3 separate regions of the Sus scrofa genome follow, and regions 1 and 3 are each linked to region 2. A link is a contact called in public HiChIP or PLAC-seq data. All regions are on one chromosome and are shown on one strand. Each heading gives the region's core, a stretch centred on a gene start, on an enhancer-like site or on the middle of the called end of the contact. The rest is flanking DNA. Distances are from core to core; before and after follow the strand shown. Region 1 has its middle 90 kb from the start of KLF13. Region 2 overlaps LOC110261527 (a long non-coding RNA gene). Region 3 overlaps OTUD7A (OTU domain-containing protein 7A).

Region 1 (4,387 bases), core at 1,703-4,202, 180 kb after region 2:
CTTAACCCACTGAGCAATGCCAGGAATCGAACCTGCAACCTCATGGTTCCTAGTCAGATTCGTTAACCACTGAGCCCACGACTTGAACTCCTGAGCTAAGGTCTTAATGGCTGATGTGGGTTCATCTTGCCCCATCTCGCCCCCATTCTCTCACCCTTCAACTCTAAACACACTGAGCATCCTCTGGAGTCCTCTCCCTTGGATCTTTGCTGTCCTGGACCTTTCTGTCCTGTTCCTGCCATGGGGTCTCTTTGCAGGCTGGGATGGTGCAGCCATACCCATTCCTTCACCCTGGCTCAAACTGGGCTCCTGGAGACCTTGCCCAACGTCAGGACTCCAAACTGGACTTTCCAGCTGGCTGCCCGTGTAGCCTCATCCTGGAACCAAGTGTGTTCCCCTGCCGTCCCACAGACTGGGGATCCCTGGGGGACAGGCTCCATCCAGCCTGGCCCCCAGGACCCAGAGACTTTCACCTGTGCACCGACTCCACTTTAGCAGAATTGCAGATACTGGATATGTCAGGGGGACTAAAACACCTCCTCCTGCTCAGCTCCTGGCTTCATGGACGGTGGGGGCTGAGGGATGCAGGATGCCTTAAGACACCCTGAACACCTCCGCTGGCTCAGTCACTCCTTCTTTGGCTCGAGGTAGTGGCGGGGGGGGCAGCGCTGACCCCGCTGACCTTTCCGTTCCGGGAAATGCCCCGTGGAGCCAGCGGAAAGCTGGAGTCACAGCGAGGGGCGCCAAGGTCATGATGATCATCCAGAGAGGGTGGAGCCTGTGGGCCCCACCAAATCTGGAAAATGCCGGCTTCCCGCCCCCATCACTCCCTCACTCCCCTCACGTACACCCTCATCCGGTCCCTGGTTCCTCCGCCGCGCCCGTGCCCCGCACCCCTTCCTAGTGCCCCTTGCACCCCCCTCGTGCCCCTCGCGCCCCGCCTCCACCAGGCTCCGTGGCACGGGCACTGCTCCCAGCCCTAGCACACACCGCAGGAGGCACACCGGCTTCAGCTTCACCCAGAACCTATTTTTAAACCTGGAAGTTGGCTGGAGACCTGTTCGAAAAGACAAACCTTTAATAGGAAAAAAACGTGCACGAATGAAAGAAAAAACAAGGGACCTAAATCAATGGGGGGACTATTCAGTGGCCACAGAAAGCCCTTGCTCCAGGGGTGTGGCAGCTAATTGGCACGTAATACCTCTCGCTGAATACTTACCTGGATATTGGGGTTTTGAAGAGTCCATGGTGGTGACGATGATGGCTGTTCCTGTTTACTGCTTTACACCTACTGTGTGCCAGGCACTTTGCCAACCACTTTACAAACATTGTCTCATGGGTATCAGTTATTATTATTCTTATTTATCTTTTAGGGCTGCACCCACAGCATATGGAAGTTCTCAGGCTAGGGGTCCAATCGGAGCTGTAGCTGCTGGCCTACACCACAGCCGTAGCAAAGCAGGATCTGAGCTGCGGACACCACTTAAACCGTAGCTCCCACGGTGGCATAGCAGAAGCGAATCCGATTAGGACCCATGAGGTTTCCTGTTCCATCCCTAGCTTCACTCAGCGGGTTAAGGATCCTGCGTTGCTGTTTCTGTGGCTGTGATGTAGGCCTGCAGCTGTAGCTCCTATTCAACCCCTAGCCTAGGAACCTCTATATGCCACAGGTGCTAGTGGAATCAATTATTATCCCAACAATTTTCTTTTCTTCCTTCCTCCCTTCCTTCCTCTTTCTTTGTTTCTTTCTTTCTCTTTCTTTCTTTCTTTCTTTCTTTCTTTCTTTCTTTCTTTCTTTCTTTCTTTCTTTCTTTCTTTCTTTCTCTCTCTCTCTCTCTTTCTTTCTTTTTTTCCTTTCCTTTCCTTCTTTCTTTTTCTTTCTCTCTCTTTCTTTCTTTCTGGCTGAACTTGCAGCATGTGAAGTTCCTGGGCCAGGGACCCAACACGCATCACAGAAGCGACAATGCTGGATCCTTAACCCACTGAGCCGCCAGGGAACTCCAACAACTCCTTTTTTTTTTTTTTTTTGGTCTTTTTGCCTTTTCTAGGGCCGCTCCCGTGGCATATGGAGGTTCCCAGGCTAGGGGTCTAATTGGAGGTGTAGCCACTGGCCTACGCCAGAGCCACAGCAATGCAGGATCAGGGCCGCATCTGCGACCTACACCACAGCTCACGGCAACGCCAGATCCTTAACCCACTGAGCAAGGCCAGGGATTGAACCCTCAACCTCATCATTCCTAGTCGGATTCTTTAACCGCTGAGCCACGATGGGAACTCCTTTTTTTTTTTTTTAACTGAAGTATAACAGACATCAGTCAAAGGCACTTACGTCTTTGCACAGCAGGAGATTCACACTTACTCATCTTCAATTTCAACATCAATGCACTTTCCCAGTCCCTGTGGTTGTGGGCAAATCATCCGAAAACTTAGTGGCTTAAGGATGACATTTATTTTGCTTAAGAATCTGCAATTCCCCTGGGGCTTATCGGGGAGAGCTGTTTTAAAGACCCCATCTGCCCCCAGGCAGCTGTAGGCCAGGACAGAAACGTTTGTTTGGCCAGAGCCATCTAGGCTTGGCAGGGGGTGGTGGTGATGGGGAATGTAGGAGGGGTGTCACAGGCTGCCAAGGCCTGTGGAGCCACTGTATTCCCTTATTCTGGGCCCTTACACTGGAGGGAATGGAAAACAGGAGGTGAGATCCACAAAGAACAAATGACCCAGTCTGGTTATCCAAGGTTACTGGCAGTTAAATTAGATAGGACGAGTTTAATTAGTTAGGCTGACTTAGAAAGGGGACAAATTGGTACCTGGGATTTCACAACATGCCTCACAGCCGGGTCTTGAATCTCCAGTGCCCTTGGCATCTCTGGCATGGGGACCAGTCCAGCACATTCTGATTTACACTCAGCCTCAACCCCAGCTGTCCCAGGGCAGATGCAGGAAGGAATGGGTTGCAGAGAAGGCCCAGCTGAGATCCGCAGCTGGGAGGGGAGTTCCTGTCCCCGCCCCCTGGCCTGCAGGATGAGTCTCTTCATAGAACAGGCTTTCATTTTATTTATCAAGACTCAGTGGGTTTTTTTTTCTGTTCAGCTCATTTATGTTTCTTTTTATCCTTGTGCATACATTTTAAAACACAGTCCTCACATCTTATTCTCTTTTTCTAATGTCTTGTGTTGAAAACATCTCATTTATATTCATTCCTTCTTGCCCAGAGGTGACCCCAGGCAGTGGCCATATCCTGGGAATTTGGCTGGGCAGTTTTCTCATCATTCCTATCTACGTAATTGCAGTTTCCATTTCTTCTGTGACCCAACGTTTATTTAGGAGAGTGTTTTTATTTTGAGTTTTCAAGTGGGTAGATATTTAAGGTATGATTTGCACATAGTGCCTTTTAAAAATTTAATGGTAGTTATTAACTTGTACATTTATTGCACTGAGGTTTTAGAACTTGGGTATACTTTCTGCCTCTTGGTGTTTATTGAGGTTTTCCCTATGGCCCAATATATAATCTGTTTTTATAAATATTTCTTTCCTTTTTTTTTTTCTTTTAAAGGGCTGTACCCCCAGCATATGGAAATTCCCAGGCTAGGGGCTGAATCAGAGCTGCAGCTGCTGGGCTACACCACAGCCACAGGAACTTGGGATCAGACTGCAGCAGCTCACGGCAATGCTGGATTCTTAATCTACTGAGTGGGGCCAGGGATCGAACTGAGTCAGGATACTAGTCAGGATACTAGTCCTCATGGACTAGTCAGGTTCGTTTTTGCTGAGCCACAACGGGAACTCTCTATAAATATTTCTTTCTTTTTTGTTGTTTTCTGTTTGTTTGTTTGTTTGTTTGTTTGTTTAGGGCCACACTCGCAGCATATGGAAGTTCCCAGTCTAGGGATCAAGACAGAGCTATAGCTCCTGGCCTACAATACAGTCACAGCAATGCCAGATCCAAGGCGCATCTGAAACCTACACCAAAACTCATGGCATTGAGGGATCCTTAACCCACTGAGTGAGGCCAGGGATTGAACCTGCATCTTCATGGATACTAGTCAGATTCACTTCCACTGAGCCACAATGGGAACTCCTCTATAAATATTTCTTGACTGCTGACTCCTGGGAAGGAACTCCCTTCAGCATATGGAGTTCCTGGGCCAGGGATCAGATCCTAGCCATAATTGCAACCTAAGCTGCAGCTACGTTTATACCAGATCCTTAACTCACTGTGCTGGGCTGGGGATTGAACCTGTACCTATGCAGCTGTTCTGACACACTCGATCTTACTTTTTTTTTTTTTTTTTTTCCCAGTGGCTATGGTGTGTGGAATTTTCCCAACCAGGGATCCAACCAGAGCCATAGCAGCAACCTGAGCCATCGCAGTGGCAACGCCAGATTG
Region 2 (4,713 bases), core at 94-2,593:
CATATCGCTATTTAACCAATTTCCTCTCTTGACTCTCCTTTTTCCCCATGCCTTCTCCCTGCCTTCCCCTCTCTCACTGTGGGAGGCTTCTATGTGTCCAAGTGTCCTTCTAAGTGGACTTGGAAAGGGCTCCTGAGCTCATGTCAGTCCTTCTAATAGCCTAGAGGTGGGCTGGGAGGTACCAAATGTACCAAACCCAGAGCACAGAATGGACCCCTCAGGGCTGCAGATGAGGGGCCCATCCTGTGCTCTGGGTCTAGATTAATGAGGAATCTCCCCAGACTCGACTTTGGCTGGTGTGAATACATACAGGGCAGAAACGAATGGAGATGCTGTTAATGCAGGATTCTCACGGCAAAATCTTCTCAAACCTGGAGCCTATGGGATGACTGTGGCAACCCCTGAGCCCCTCCAGGCCTCCTGCTTCCCAGATGAGAAGCTCAGCTCCAGCGCCACGTTTGTAGAAGTGGGCCTCCCAGAGGCAGTAAACTGGCCAGTGCCAGGCAGGGTCACTGAAAGATGCAAACTGTGTTAGCAGAACCAGGGAAGGAACAAGCGTTCAGGTGAGAGGATTTGGAAAGCTTCTGGGCTGAGGCGAAACGTGGGCCAGGTGACCAAAGTGTAGGGCTTACTAGGACAAATCAGGCTCCAGGAGGAGCTCCAAATTGGGGAAAGCTCAGCGTGTGTTAGGTGATGGTAGTCCTGGTCCCATGGGCGAAGTTCACAGGGAGGATAAGACAAGGCAGCCTTGCAAGGATGCAGCCAGCACTCGACACACACACACACACACACACACACACTGCCTGTTTGCTGAGGGTGGGGGACTGCTCAGGAGAAACCCCCAGGGCTGATGCCTGGAAGGCCGGGTCACCTTTACTTCTCCGTGACCAGTCCTTGCCCTAGGACAGTGACCTGTGTCTGCAGGCGGACCTGGGGCAGCCTCACGAGGCTGCTGGGGTGGAGGGGAGCTGCTGGGGTGGAGGGGAGCAGCTGGGCAACCCTCTACAGGGCTACTGGCAGGAGGACCGACCGGAGTGGATAGTCGAGAGGGCCGTTCCCTCGCGGTCTTCCCCAGGGCCCCCGCACACCTGGGCAGAAGTGCTGGGGTCTGTGGGTGTGAGAGCGATGCTCGAAAAGGCGCGCTCCAGGGCTAGGCTCCAGGGTGCGAAGGCTCGAGGCTGACGCTAGGGGGCAAGGAGAGGTGGCAGGGACAACATCCGCGAGTGGGGACCCTCGGACCGCGGGAGTCTGGAGAAGTGCGGGCGCCGCGGACCTGTCACAGTAGAGACTGTACAGCGCGGAGGGAGGCGGGCTACGCCGAGCTTCCAGCTCCGCTGGCCCAGCTCGGGGCTCCGGGGAAAGGAGCAGCGGCGGCTCCGCCTCCTCGGCATTGGGCGCGGCCTCCTCCTGCTCCCGCCCAGCAGAGACCACGAGTCCCAGGGCTCCCCTCCAAGGACATCAGCAGCCGCCACGGCCCCGTGCTGACCCACTTTCCCTCCCGCCCGCCGAGCCCCAGGCAGAGAATAAACGGGGCAGCCGAGCAGGTGCGAGCCGCTGGGAGGGGCCGAAGCCCGGACTGCCCCGCCCCGCCTCTGCCGCGGGGAGAGGAGCGGGTGCGGAAGGGGAAGCAGGAGCCGGGGGAGGGGGGAAGGGGGAGGAGGAAAGGGGAAGGAGAGAGGAGGTTAAAAGAGACGCGGCAGGTTGGAGGGGGTTGAAAAAGCAGGGCAGAAGGATTGAGAGGGACTGGAGAGGGGAGGGGCAGGAGGAGGGGTGGGGGCGGGCTGGAGACTGTAGAAGGAGCAAGGGGGGCCGGAGGGGAGGAGGAGAGGAGGACTAAGAAAGGAAGTGAAAGGGAGAGAAGGGGAAGAGGATTGAGAGGGGAGAGAAGGAGAAAGGGGGATGGAGGAGGGAGGGGGAGGGGCAGGGGAGGAGGCGGGGTGAGCGGGAGGAAGATGGAGGCAGGAGACCTCACCCTTGTCTCTCTTCTGGGTCCTAGGCCAGCCCTGGAGGAGATGTTGAAATGCGTGAAGGGTGAAGCCCTTCTAGACCTAAGGGGTCCAGGGCTCAGGCTGCCACCACTGCATCTTGTACTTGACCCCCATCCCCTGCCTTCTGTCAGCCAGCCATCTGGCAGGCCAAACTCCACACTTGACCTCCCCCCGCCACACCTTAGGAGGAAGCAAAACCTTTCAGGAAAAAGGAAACCCCCAGACAAGGGGAAGAGGCAGCACAGGCCCTGGGAATGGGCATAGGGACATTTGGGCTGAGAATCCCAGGGTCCTGAGCATCAGAGCTGAGTCTAAAAAAGGGTATGCAGTGATACTGCTGGAGGCATTGGCCTCACCCTGGCCTTATCCAGTTGTGGCATCAGTGTCCCCTGCTGGTGGTTGTGGCTGAGCAAGCCTGCTTCTTCCACCATTGGTCTGCAGAAGCCTCTTGACTCCACTCATTTTCCTGGCTTTTCCCCTCATATCCTGAAGATCATCAGGGCACCCTCAAAAATAGAATCCTTTCTTATTGAAAGTAGTTGTTGCTGAGAGTTCCCCTGTGGCTTAATGGGTTAAGGACCTGATGTTTCTGTGAGGATTCAGGTTAGACCCCTGGCCTCACTCAGTGACTAAGGATCTGGCATTGCCCACAAGCTGTGACATAGTTACAGATGCAGCCAGATCCAGTGTTGCCATGGCTGCGACCTAGGCCTGCAGTTGCAGCTGTTCCACCCCCTGATTTGACCCTAGCCTGGGAACTTACATATACCACAGGTGGCCATAAAAAGAAAAAAAGAAAAAAGAAAGAAAACAGTTGTTGCTGTAGATTAAGAATTGTCCTAACTTCTACATACAGCTGGTTATTGGCAAACTTAAAAATGTCTGCCAATATGATGGGAAAAAGAAAATAAGAAAAGAAAAAGCATTTTGTGGATTTCAATTAGATCTTCTTCAAATAAAATGCATTCTCCCTTTCCTCTAGGATAACAGATCTGCCACTGGACAGAGGCTGCTGAGCTGATGCTTCCCAGACAGCCTTGCTGTTGAGTGTGTTTTCATGATAGTAGTTACGAAGTTTTCATGAAGTAGTTGGTGAGTAGTTCTCACCAATGGAGGAAAGGAGACTTGAGGTGGAAGCCACTTTAGTGCCTGGGCCCCTCTCCATGCTGCCTAGAGTCTGGCTGTGGCAGCAGCCCTTCTGGGAGGGAGCAGTGCCCTCATGGTCAGTGAGCAACAGGAGGGAAGGAGTCTGGGGCCCTGAGTAGCCATCAGGAGCCCAGCTGCTCCTCCTCTCAGAATGGTAATCTAGAAAGAAACTGCAGTGTGTAGTTTTATGTGTTTACTTTGCTGGGCAGCAGTGCCCAGCTATCTGGTTAGGCATGATTCTAGATGTTTCTGTGAAGATATTTTTTTAGATGAGCTTAACAATTAAGTTAGCAGACTTTTACATTTAAAGTAAAGCAGATTGCACATCATAATATGGGTGGGCCGCACCCAATCAGTTGAAAGTCTTAGAAGGAAAAAAAAGACATCTCCTGAACATGAAGGAATTCCAACTGTAACTTCAACTCTTCCAGCTTTCTCTCTCTCTCCCTCTCTCTCTCTCTCTCACACACACACACACACACACACAGACACCTATACCTTAAAGTTCTTTGTCTTCATATGACTTTCTAGGAATTTTGCATATTAAGCACTTTATCCTTTAGATGATTATTTGCATGACAGATAATTTTTTGTTGTCAGTGTCTTATCTCTTCATTTTGTTTGGGGTGGCTTTCATCCTAGAGAATGTATTAGTTACAACTCTTTTTTCATTTTTTTTTTTATTTTAATGGAAATTAATTTTTTTCTAGTCAAATTTTTACCTTTTTTTTTTTTTTTTTGTCTTTTTTGCCATTTCTTGGGCCGCTCCCGTGGCATATGGAGGCTCCCAGGCCAGGGGTCCAACCAGAGCTGTAGCCACACCAGAGCCACAGCAACGCAGGATCCGAGCTGCGTCCATGACCCACACTACAGCTCACGGCAACGCCGGATCCCCAACCCACTGAGAAAGGCCAGGGATCGAACCCGAAACCTCATGGTTCCCAGTCCGATTCACCAGCCACTGAGCCATGATGGGAACTCCCTACATTCTTTTTTTAAAAGGATTTTTATTTTTTCCATTAGAGTTGGTTTACAGTGTTCTGTCAGTTTTCTACTGTACAGCAAGTTGGCCCAGTCACACATACAAATATACATTCTTTTTCTCACATTATCCTCCATAATCCTCCATCACAAGTGACTACATATAGTTCCCTGTGCTATACAGTAAGATCTCGTTGCTTATCCACTCCAAAGGCAATAGTTTGCATCTATTAACCCCAGATCCTCCATCCATCCCACTCCCTCCTCCTCCCCCTTGGCAACCATAACAACTCTTTAAAATTTTTTTTTTATTTTTAATTTTTGCTTGTCCCTGCCACACACAGTATGCAGAAGCTCCTGAGCCAGAGATCGAACTTGAGCACAGCAGTGACAATGCTGAATCCTTAATCACTAGGCCATCAGGGAACTCCCTCTGAGGTACAGCTCTTGATGCACATAACAAAAATCCAGCTTAACCCAGTTAAATTCAGAGGGGTGTTTACTGAGCAACTCATGTAACTACTCATATAAATCTAACAGTATTTTATAACTATAAATATAATATAATAGTATTTTTATAATACTGAGACTTCTTGCA
Region 3 (4,280 bases), core at 1,192-3,691, 220 kb after region 2:
ATCTTGGAAGGAAGAGGCTGCGTATTGCTGCTCAAAACAGGGTAGGTAAGGACACATTTTTTTTTTTCCTCAAGAAATGTAAAGAGGCACCAAAATAGGGACCGCTCAGGGGTGGGGCTGCCCCTAATGTATTATGGAGCCACAGTCTGAGTTACCTCCACCTTGCTGAGGGGACCCCGATGGGAGCGGTGCCCCTTCACTGGCTAATCCCACACAGATTCGAGTGGAGACAGGGGGTGGGCTTCCTTCCCCGCTGCTCTCAGCCCCTTCCCTCTGGAGAGAGGCGCAGGCCGGGTTTCAGAGCGGCCTAGCGGGGGCTTACACAGTGACCATAGGGTCAACTCCTCGCCTCTCTCCTGGCCCACCGATGGTTGCTTCCTAGGGGCTCTCCAGCGACAGTTCACTGTGGAAGTGTCTTCAAAGGAGAAAAGTGAGCAGACTGTCATCTTTGCTCATATAAGGGCAACTCCAAATAGTGAGTTCAGAACCTTGCTTTGGGGACCCAAGGTGTCTTTGGAAAGCTCCTGTCACCTGAGCTGCCCGGCACCGGGATATATAGCTACACCTCACAGCGTCTTGCGAGGTAGGTTGTCCGGTGCCATCCTACGGACGCCCGCGGCTTTGATGGCAGTGTGAATGTCGCTCGGGCCGGGGGCTGTGGGAGAAGGTTTTGCTTATGAGATGGAGCCGCGTATTCCCAAAGGGCCACAGGGGCCACCAGGGCGTCAGCGGGCATGAGCCCACAGGCGGAGCCGCCAGCGCGGTCCCTGGGCCTCGCGCTCGCTTCTAAACCCTGGGTGGCACCGATCGCACGCAGGTGACCGCTACATGGAAGAGGTCAGTCGCTGGGTTAGGAAAAAAACAAAAACCAAAAAAACAAAAAAACCCAAAAAAAGCCAAAAAAAAAAAGCCAAAAAAAAAAAAAAAGGCATGTAAAACACTCCCTTCTAAAAACAAAGGGCTGCAAATTTCTTTATTTCTCTTATTGAGGAACAAAAATACTCTTGCAATGGCTATTGAGTTTCCACAGGTACGAGGCAGATGCTAGCTAGCACACCCACTTCCAACAGTATGACTTGTTTCCTATCCGTCTACTACCTGAGTGGCGTCAGTGTAGGTTCAGGCACCATTAGGAACGTTTGACCAAACACGTACACAGCACGGACAGAGGATCTCCGGCCTTCCGGTGGACCAGGGCTCGGAAAGAGACACCGACAGCGTGGAGAAGCCATCCTGGGCGGCGGGGCCGCGGGCGCGCGCTCAGGGCCGGGCCGCGCGCGCCTCGCGCCGCCGCCGCAGCTCCTCGCGGTAGCAGCACGAACAGAAGTGTTCGGTCTCGGCGCGACCATAGAACGCGCAGTTCTCGCGCTGGCAGCGTCGCTGCGCTGGCCCCGCGCCCGGGCCGCCGCGGCCGCACTCACCGTTCGAGCGCGCGGCCGGTGCGTCGGCGTCGGCGTCGGCGAACTCCAGGCCTTCGCGCGCCGCGCCGAAGCCGTTGGTGTAGGTCTGCGACTTGTGCTCGGTCGCGCTCACCGCCCCCGCCGCGCCGGGCAGGGCCCCTGGGACGGCGCGCGCCAGCGACTCTACCGTGTTGACGGTGCGTAGGGCGGCGGCGCGCGCCGGGCTGTAGCTCTGCGACGACAGCGAGCGGTTCTGCTGCGGGTATGTGGCGCAAGGCCGCAGCGCGCCCACGGCTGGGGCGCATGCCTCGTCCCGCGCGCCCGCCGTCTGCACATGGATAACACTCTGGCGCGCAGGCGGCGCAGGCGGACTGCGGCCGGGAACCGGTCCGCTGGCGCCCACGCGCCGCGCGCCCCCGCCTCCGGGGCCCGGAGAGGCCGCGCCGCCTGCTGCTGCCCGCGCCGCCCGCGTGCCTGCCGCCGGCCCGGGGCTCGGGCGCTCCTTGAGCTTGAGCACCAACTGCGTGGGCGGCCCGGCCGGCGGGCCGGGTGATGCGCGCTCGGGGCCCGGCGTGCCTTCCGCCTCCGGCCTGCGCGGCGGTCGCTTGGCCGCGGAGGCGGCTGCGGCGGCGGCGTCGCGGCGCCGCTGCTCCTGCTCGGCGCTGAAGCGCTCCTGCGCGCTGGTCAGGTAGTAGCCGATCATCTCTTCGTGGAACTGGTGCCGGTGGCTGGTGAGCAGCAGGCCGGCGAAGATGAACTTGCGCTCGCCCTGCATGGCGGCGCGTAGGATGTTGAGGCTCAGCTTCACGTCCGTGCTGTACTTCCAGGCGTCACCGCGGGGTCCACTTCCCTTGTCAGCCGGCGACGCTCCGGCCGCCCTGTCCGTGGGCGACGGCGTGGTCTTCTCCGAGGGAGACGTGCTAGCCGAGGCGCCGGACTCCTCCTTGCTGCCCTTGCGCGACTTGGCCTTCTTCTCCTTGCCGCGCTCAGGCGCGTCTCCGTGCTTGCCATTGGCGGAGTTGGCGCGGCTCATCTTGCCGTGCACCAGGCCGCCCAGGCCGCCCATGTTTTTCTTCAGCTTGATACCCAGCGTCTTGCTGAAGCTGCCTAGCTTATTGGCCACAGAATCCGCTCGTGTCTTGTCCTTGTCCTTGCGCTGTTTCTCCTTCTCCTTGTCCTTGCCGTTCTTGCCGTTGTTGCTGTTGGAGTTGCTGCACACCGAGTCGCGGTCTGAATCGAGTGAATCGGCCAAGGACTGCACGTCCTCCCCCGCCGAGGCGGTCGGGGACTCCGGCTGTGCTAGAGGGGCCTGTGGAGGGGGCGGGCAGGTAAGGGATGAGGTTAGAAATCAGCAGTCCCCAAGCGGACTGATGGAGGCAGATCCCTCCCTCCCCGCTGTGTTGCCTCCAGCCCCACTGTCCCTGTCCCAACCGAGTCTCCTGATTCTAGATCTCGAGTTGCTGCCTTCACAGCCCTCATAAGGGCTAAACAAGGACGTCCAGAGTAATTGACAGGCAGGTCAATGTGGAGATGAGGCAGGACTCCGAAGCCAGACTGCCACCAGCTGTCACTTGTGCCATTAGTAAGAGGGGTATCGGTACCTGCCTCAGGGAGCCCAGTGAAGATTAAATACAGGTAAAGGCTGAAGTATGAAAGCACTCTGAGTGGTGCCGGCTTGTCCTGGGTACTGATTGTGCCGGGCACTGCCCTATTTGCTCTTCTCCTGTCACTTATAAAATATTAATTATAAGCTCCACTTTATGGCTACATAAACTAATGTCTAGGGAGAATAAATTCACTTATAAGCTTTTCTTTTAAACATCTCTTTTGGGGAGACCATCACTGAGACCACAAAAATATCAGATACTTAAAGCGAATCCGTCTTAGTATCTGGAGGCGAGGACAGCATGGGTTCTCCCTGGGGGAGGGGGCCAAGTGGGGCAGGCAGCCCCCCTTGTCACCGCCTTTTCGGAGGGGAGGGAAAGTGAGGGGAAGGGGGGGGTGCCAAGGAATCGCGCCCTCGGTTCTCTGCCTTTTCCGAGGACCCACACACTTTTATAATTAATTCCGCTCCGTGGCAGCACATCGTGTTCCGAGCTGGGCAGAGTTTTGTGTTGCGACTTGCCTACGGTTTGTTTTCTGAGTGGGCGTGTTTATTCCGCTCCTTCTGTCGAAGATAAGGGGACCTCAAAAAAATAAAACACACACACAGACACACAACCTAGCCTGAGCGCTGCTATGGCCAGACACGCAGGCGCACGCGCAGACAGGCGCGCGTTCCAGTCGGAACCTGGGCGGTCAGCGTTGGGGAGGATGCACCCCCGCCTTCCTGCCGGAGCAGAATGAGCAGCCGCCGCCCCGCCTGCCGCTTCTTCCCGTCGCACGCCTAGCTTACCCGGGTCTCCGAGGGGATCCGGATCCACGTCACATTCATGTAGCTATGCAGAAGGTTTAGCTTGGCTTCCAGCGACAGGATCAGGCTAGAGAGAGGAACACCAAATGAGACGCGTCCCGGCTCGCCCCGCCCGCCGACCGTCTCCAGAGGAGCCGGGGCGCTGCGCCCAGCCCCTCCCCGGGGAGCCCAGCGACAGCCCGCTCCGTAGGGCGTGGGGGAGGGGGACACAGGGGTAGGGTCTTACTGTGCCAGCCTGGCGTTATCGTTGTCGTCTTTCCCCCATTCCCAGTCCTTGCCGGGGTCCACAGCAAAGTGCAGAGGCAGCAGCTTGTGCTCCGAATCCGTCAGGGGGATTACGGCTGAACGCAAAAGAGGGAGGCCAGTGCCAGGTGGTCCACCGGCCAGGACGGAGGTCAGTGCTCCCGCAGCCCCGAGAAAGGGCAGGAAATGGGCCCCAAGACCAGGAGGCTCCGTGATTAAGGAAA

The links. HiChIP or PLAC-seq counts read pairs in DNA pulled down with a chosen protein or histone mark.
Region 1: a contact with region 2 is called in an H3K27ac HiChIP or PLAC-seq map of skeletal muscle, with 3 times the contacts expected there. The contact joins two enhancer-like sites. A contact is called at or near these places in 1 of 47 Hi-C or Micro-C datasets (embryonic fibroblasts) and 1 of 2 datasets of contacts at active chromatin or transcription factors (skeletal muscle).
Region 3: an H3K27ac HiChIP or PLAC-seq map of skeletal muscle shows a contact between it and region 2, with 6 times the contacts expected there. The contact joins two enhancer-like sites. A contact is called at or near these places in 14 of 47 Hi-C or Micro-C datasets (alveolar macrophages, brain, embryonic fibroblasts and 8 more) and 1 of 2 datasets of contacts at active chromatin or transcription factors (skeletal muscle).

What each region holds. Positions count from the first base shown.
Region 1 is chr1:143,448,511-143,452,897 of Sscrofa11.1, reverse strand. No RefSeq gene overlaps it. Among named protein-coding and RNA genes, the nearest start is that of KLF13, 90 kb to the left of the region's middle. Within about 2 kb of position 2,952, at least 11 of the 83 cell types and tissues checked have an H3K27ac peak or open chromatin away from gene starts, as enhancers often do. A contact at or near this core is called in skeletal muscle, where this site is marked.
Region 2 is chr1:143,630,966-143,635,678 of Sscrofa11.1, reverse strand. LOC110261527 (a long non-coding RNA gene) reads right to left here. Exons shown (of 3, transcript XR_002345731.1): 3 at 4,198-4,713. Among named protein-coding and RNA genes, the nearest start is that of TRPM1, 85 kb to the left of the region's middle. Within about 2 kb of position 1,343, at least 72 of the 83 cell types and tissues checked have an H3K27ac peak or open chromatin away from gene starts, as enhancers often do. A contact at or near this core is called in embryonic fibroblasts, mesenteric adipose tissue, omental adipose tissue and 2 more, where this site is marked.
Region 3 is chr1:143,415,217-143,419,496 of Sscrofa11.1, reverse strand. It overlaps OTUD7A (OTU domain-containing protein 7A), which reads right to left. Exons shown (of 15, transcript XM_021098720.1): 13 at 4,040-4,154; 14 at 3,796-3,880; 15 at 1-2,709. The coding sequence ends at 1,261. Among named protein-coding and RNA genes, the nearest start is that of KLF13, 120 kb to the left of the region's middle. Within about 2 kb of position 2,441, at least 39 of the 83 cell types and tissues checked have an H3K27ac peak or open chromatin away from gene starts, as enhancers often do. A contact at or near this core is called in embryonic fibroblasts, mesenteric adipose tissue, omental adipose tissue and 2 more, where this site is marked.